2 separate regions of the Drosophila melanogaster genome follow, and region 1 is linked to region 2. The links are chromatin contacts, called in public Hi-C maps. All regions are on one chromosome and are shown on one strand. Each heading gives the region's core, a stretch centred on a gene start, on an enhancer-like site or on the middle of the called end of the contact. The rest is flanking DNA. Distances are from core to core; before and after follow the strand shown.

Region 1 (3,479 bases), core at 664-3,163, 180 kb before region 2:
CATGCAAATAACGACGCTGGCGGATGCGAATGCTGACCCAATGCATGTAGCTAGCTTTACGGCAATGGCTTCCTGCTTCTTAAGCTATTAATCAGTGTCAGCTTTTCGAGGGCTCAATCCCGGAAAGATGTTGGCTGGCGTGCATGGTCGCTACGACCATATTAGGCAGCTAAACTGGAGAGCCATAAGGTCAAGTTTTGTGGAGCTGGCGCGAGTGGGAGTGGGTGGGCTCTTACTTTCTGCACGCGGCGCAAGTGACAAACAAACAAGCAAGCTAACACGTCGTTTGTATCATCACTCGCATCGCAGCATCGCCATTTGTATGCCGTCCAAGTGCATTTCCCGCCAAGTGCAGCGCACTCCAATCCCCTCCACCCGCGCAGCCATCCAACCACTCGAAACCACGTCAATATTTGCTTTACTAAAAGTTTTCGATAAATTTCGGTTTCGAGATGCCAGCTTGCGTTCGTTGGCCGGGGGGAGGGGAGCGGATTGCGTTTGATGGAAAATATAATTTACAGTTAATTGTCGTAAGTGGAAGCAGTGAAAGAGTGTTTTTGGCCAAGTGATGAGTACTTTAAATAGCCATAGTTTTCATTTGCTTTCGTTGCCTATATTTACTGTACATATAAATCTTTATAATCTTTAGTTACTAAATTCCAATTTGACTTGGCTAGATATTTTCCAATTGGTTTTCTCATCAGAGCGAAACAGCATTTCTACTTTATTTTTACGTCGTTTTATGTACACCGTGTACACGTGTCAAATTTTAACAGCCAGCTTACCCCTCTCTATTCAGCACAGCTGTTAAGCGCGAATGCAGACTGTTAGTTTACATAGCTCGGTTTCTCGCATGCGATAAATATAACATTTCTATAATAATATGGAATAGAACGCTTCTGTTAAATTTTCCCCTTCGCATGCAAATGTTAATGAAATGTAATGAATGCAATAAAATGTTATTCTCGACATTTTCTCAAATCTGTACAGGAATTGCACATAAAACACGCGTGAAATGTAAATGTAACTGTATATTCCATATTTCATATTTTAGTTTTATTTATTATTTTATTTATAGATGCAAATATGCGAAGTTATAATGTTAGAGTAAAGTTATAAGTTAAGAGAAAAAATTATGTTGTGAATAAATTTGTTTGCCACACTTAAATGCAAAAGTGGCGTGTCTTCCGAATTTTAGCAGCTGTTCTTCAATTCTCACAAGATAATTGTCAATTGATCGGAAAGGCAAGCATACAAAAAAAGTCGAGTGCAAGTCATAAAACTTAGAGCAGTAAATAGTTTCTGGGCCACTTGCCCAGCCCCTCGCACACTTTTCAATTCTGCTGTCACTTTGGACAAACTTTGACTATGCGGATTTCTTTAGGGGGGTGGATCCAGACGACTGGAATTTATGTTTGCTGTCGTCGGGACTTATGCGCTTTCGACTGCTGTTTTTTCCCCAAAGCGAAGTACCGAAATTAAAGTGCCCGTAAATTGGCTAGAACTTTGTTTTCAGTTGGCTGCAGTTGAAGTGAGCAGTTGGTGTGAGCAGATTTCAAATAATTTCCCGTGGATTTGTATCCTTGCAAAAAAGAACTTGTAACCTTTTTTTTGTCTTTGACAACTTTCTAGTCTGTTGAAATTATTTCAATCGTGATGAAAAGTTCAAACAAAAAAATCAAATTTGTAAAAGGGAAATTGGCGCCTTAATTTAAGTTTTTGCAGTGCTGGAAATTACTTGCCGCACCAACAGTTCCATTAAGGTTAGAGTCGTTGCTACACCTTATTCCACGCTCACAGCCCTGATTTCTGAACCGGTTCGTCGATACTTATCGATATCGACGTTTGAATGTTGAAACTTAATAGGCGCTGCCACTTAAGCTACAAAAAATCGATTGTCGATAATCATTTTATATCTGGTAGCACTGCCTTTAGTCACATTCATTTGTATTGAATTCTAGATAATTCCAGATAATAATAAAATTAACCCCGTTTAGTGGGCGAAAGCAATTATAGGGGAATCCTCAACAATTCCCAATTTCCAGTACCAGCTGAAGCAGCAAGATGTCCGTGCGCCACGACTGGTACCAGTCGGAGACCAAGGTGGTCATCACCGTGCTCCTGAAGAACGCCGTCGATAAGAACTATGCTGTGGAGATTACCCAGAAGCGAGTCCACATGACGGCGGATGGCTACGAGTTGGACCTGAAGCTGCTTCATCCCATTGTTGTGGAGCGTTCCTCCTACAAGGCCTTTTCGACCAAAGTGGAAATCACACTGGCTAAGGAGACGGGAATTCGGTGGGAGAATCTGGAGGAGGCCATCGTGGCTGCACCGGTGAAACCCAAGGCCAAGAACTGGGACCAGCTGGTCAGCGAGGAGGAAAAGATCGACGAGAAGGAGGCCAAGGGCGAGGCGGCCCTCACCAACCTGTTCAAGAAAATCTACAGCTCATCCTCGCCCGAGGTCCAAAAGGCCATGAACAAGTCCTTCTCGGAGTCCGGAGGCACCGTGCTCAGCACCAACTGGAATGAGGTGGGCAAAGAAAGAGTCACCGTGAAGCCTCCAAATGGAACCGAGTTCCGCGAGTGGGAGAAGTAGGCGAAATGGCCATACTCCTTTATTTATAGAGTCAGCGAGAGAGATTAACAGAGAATAATTACTATAACGTGTACATTTTGGGGATTGTCGACTTGAATTAGCAAGTACAGAGGAGTATCATAAGGAAAACAGTGGCAATAAACGCATTAAAGGAACTTCAGAAACACAAAAATGTTTATATTTCCTAGAAAAGAACTAGGCTGTAAAATAAATTAATGAATCCACCACATAAACACTCTTTCGAGCACCTCACAACATAAATGTATTTTAATTAATATTTTGTTATATCATAGCACTTTATTTCTGTAACAAGTTTGGTTAAAACACTCGACAGAATAAGATTTGGATAATGTATGTATTTAATTTGTAACGAATAAATTTAAATCAACAGTTTTCAACAACTTTTTTCAATTAGAGCATTTTGAAAACGCACAATAAAGGTGAGCAAGAAACTGTCGTTGAACTCTTGTGCTGATTGTTTTTATTTCATTATTCATTTTATCTCACAACGAACAACTGCTGAATCCACCCCCGCACTCAACCGAAACGTTCTCAGCGAAAACAGCTGATCGGCAGACCGGGTAGCAGATACGTGTAAAAATAAACGCACAATTACTTTTGGCTCGCACAAATTGCTCTGCAATTCCTAAAAACTCCGAAATGTACAAGAATCTGGAGGAGCACAACCGGCTGGTTAACAAATACCTAAAGATATTCTTCGTCGTGTCGCTCTACTGGTGAGTAATGCGTGCGAACCCTCCATCTGTGCGCCGCCTGCAGTTCCATTTCTTCCACAGGTGCACCTCGATATTGACGGTATTCGTAAATAAGCACCTGCTGAGCAGCGATACAGTAAACCTGGGAGCTCCGCTCTTTAT
Region 2 (3,195 bases), core at 184-2,683:
GCGATTGCCACCGCCGTACACGCAAACCCTGCAAATTGTGTTATTTTGGTTAAAAAGGGAACTCACTTCATGTTCGATTAGGATAATTACGCTTTCATGCCACGAAAGGAGTACTTCTTGACCTCCATTTCGATTTGCAGAGCCAACTCCCGAGTGGGTGCCAGCACCAGAACGTTAGCTCCGCCCCTCGTGCCCCTGGGCGTGCTCTGGTACTCGGTGTGAATCATTCCGGGCAAAAGGAAGGCTAGTGTTTTGCCAGTGCCTGTTTGGGCGATACCGATCATGTCATGACCTTGGAGGAGAATGGGCCACGCCTGCGATTGGATGGGCGAGGGCTTGGAGAAGCCCATTTTGGTAATCTCCTCAAGCATATCTGGATATTCGGCAAAGCATTGCTCGAAGGTCCAAACTGGATTTGGAATAGGCGGTGACGTTTCCCCCTCCTTTGGCTCGAAAACATAAGAAACTGTTATCTTGTTGTTCTCCTCGCGAATGCGCTCAATCTCCGATTTTGTCAGATTGGCCACTTCAGGAGCCTCCTTGTAAAAGTTCTTTGTTAGCGGTGGACACTTGGACCACCGTGCCGCAGTAGCTGCTATCTGTAAGGATACATCGTTTAGAACGTATAATATCTAATTTTTCTTTTGTACTCACCGAAGCTTTATTCAGGGCTTCCCAATCAATGATGCCCGTAAGATCCCCATTGTCCTTATTGGACTCAGAAGAAGTGGGATTGAACTCGTAGCTATTCCCCTTGTATCTGTCGTATCCGCCTCCGTCATATCTTTCATTGGAACCGTGGTCCCTATTATCGCGATCCTGTCCCCTATCACCCGAATTAGTGACCTGCTTGCGAACGTGATTGATAGCATCGATGACGTTGCTCTGGATGCTACCAGTTATCTTGACTATTAAGTCGCACTTGTCCAATTTGACGCGGACATTGAAGTCGTTCTGGATCCGGGATATATTGGAGCCCCCTCTTCCAATAACTTTTCCGACCATCTCGGAAGCGATGCTCAAGGATTCGCTAAAGTCTCCTCCTCCTCCCCCGGCACTGTCGCGACTATCACGATGCCCTGCTCCGTAATTATCCCGATTGTCGCGACGTCCACCGCCATAATCATTGCGTTTAGCGCGATAGCCTCGTCCTTCTCCGCCGTAGTCATTTCGATCTCCTTTGTATGCACGTGAGTTACCATCTCGCCGGATACTCCTTTCGTACTTATTATTCGGCTTGGAGTACTCCTGATGCACCGCCGGCTTCTCGACATAGTTTGGATCGTCCCAATCGAGATCCGACATATTGGAACCCTTTATTTTGGTGAGATTCGTTGGAAAAAAAACAACAGCACACGTGAAAACGCTGATTTTGCAATTCGCTGACACCGCGTGCGTTTGTGTGTGTGCTATAAACTAACGCTTCTGTCTACGCTCTTAGAAGAGAGTTGTATCGCAACCAGGGAAGATTATCGATTAAATTTGAGCATGTGGTTAATCGTCCTGGAAATCATAAAAACAAACTTAAATTTAAACCTGTGCCTACCATATCTGCTTTTCATCAAGATCAGCTTATCATAAATGTAATTTAATTTTACTATATCCAATGCAGCCTTTAGCAGTAAATGTTAATGAATTATAAAATTCAAATGACAAATATATACAAAAAAAAAATTACTATATTCACAATTCGATATACCCAGTTACTTTGTTATCGATGTTTCCAAGTTTCACCGGCAGGGCTGGCTGCGCTCCAGGGCTACAAAGCAGTGCTTTTATGTTCCATATATTCAAAATATATAACAGTTTTCAACATTTTGGCGGTCCTGTTAAAAAAATGCAAAGGAAAACAGCAGTTGGTTTGGTTACTATTATAATTTCCTTTTACTTAGCATTCGCGTTACACTGCTCAGGTGTAGCTTAGCTTAATAGACTTACGATCTAATACGAAATGAATCATAATCCTCTCACACACTCGCTTCATATAAATAATTAAAACTAGAAAACACAAACTTTTTTCACTTTCAAGAAGTAACTAAACTATTAGAGTGGCTATAGCGGATTGATAAAACTTAGAACAGTTTTGATAAGATCTTTGCTGTGCATATGGCGGGGTTTATAATATTGTTGGGGGAATTGGGTTGGGTTCGATTTGTGTGGCAAGTCAGCAGAAATAGTTGCAGTGCATTTTGGATTTCATTGTTCTATGTGAAGTTTAATATAGTTTACGTGTGTATATATATGTAGGTAGGTAAGTTAAGAATCGCTTACAACTAAATTTAAACTAAATTAACATGTACGAGGTTTTCTTTCTCTTAAACAATTTCTCCAGTTGCTTGTTTTGGATTATTTTAGTGGTTTTCGCTTTGTGGTTGGTTGGTTCAGGGGCGAAAAGGAAATACATTACAAAAGCTCTTAAAAGGTATTGCAAGTACATAGTTTAAGCTGCAATTGGTATTTCTTTCCCTTGTGTTTTGTTTTAGGTACGTTTGTATGTACAGATATTGAACGTTTTTATTTACACGTTGCAGAGGTGGCTTCAGAAACCATTTAGCATCACCTTGTTTAATAGGAAGTATCAGCCCTCTCGCCGTTTCTGACTTAATAAAATCTAAATTTTTTCAGCCAGGTAAAAAATTCCTTAGTTTCAGTAAACAAGTAGTTATAAAATACATCAAAACTTGATCATTTTCTACTAGTCTTCGAAAAACGTACAGCTTTATCAATTTTAGTTTTGATCATAAAGAATGCGGCAATTGGGTGCACATTTTCTTTCTTTTCACTGCTGCTACTTGACGGCGGCTTTCCGCAGGCACCTTATCTCAGTCCCTCGTCAAATTGCTAGCCACATGGTTAATCCTGCTATCCGGTGCCTCCTCGCAGACGGGCGTCGATGGCACCGAAAGCCAGGGCATGGTGTTTGGGATGGGTGACGCAGGCGCATAGCTGGACTCCAGATCCAATCGCAGTTTGGCGGGCGAATTCCGCTTGAACAGAGCCAACTGCCGCGTGGGTGACAGCAGATTTGGCTTGCTGATTGCGCGGGGTGATACGGATGAGCTGGTGGACTGCAGCAGTGAGCAGATGCCACTGCTGCTGCTTGTGGAGCTGGGTGAATCTAGTTCTGAAACCGACGACGCTGCCGCCGAAGTGCTGGGCGCCTCGTCATCCGGGGTAATTGGCGGCGAGGTCAAT

Evidence for each region. A called contact is a pair of places that touch in the nucleus more often than the background predicts.
Region 1: a Hi-C map of the Kc167 cell line shows a contact between it and region 2, with 3 times the contacts expected there. The contact joins the promoter of Sgt1 here to the promoter of CG7878 in region 2. A contact is called at or near these places in 9 of 107 Hi-C or Micro-C datasets (the Kc167 cell line, the OSC cell line, the S2 cell line and 1 more) and 1 of 6 datasets of contacts at active chromatin or transcription factors (the Kc167 cell line).

What each region holds. Positions count from the first base shown.
Region 1 is chr3R:8,303,708-8,307,186 of dm6, reverse strand. Sgt1 (suppressor-of-G2-allele-of-skp1) reads left to right here and starts at 1,913. Exons shown (of 1, transcript NM_141526.4): 1 at 1,913-2,997. The coding sequence starts at 2,065. The coding sequence ends at 2,601. It overlaps nac (neuronally altered carbohydrate), which reads left to right and starts at 3,164. Exons shown (of 3, transcript NM_141525.2): 1 at 3,164-3,338; 2 at 3,399-3,479. The coding sequence starts at 3,262.
Region 2 is chr3R:8,120,963-8,124,157 of dm6, reverse strand. CG7878 reads right to left here and starts at 1,433. Exons shown (of 4, transcript NM_141510.4): 1 at 655-1,433; 2 at 91-599; 3 at 1-28. The coding sequence starts at 1,305. It overlaps puc (puckered), which reads right to left. Exons shown (of 4, transcript NM_079549.3): 4 at 1,864-3,195. The coding sequence ends at 2,823.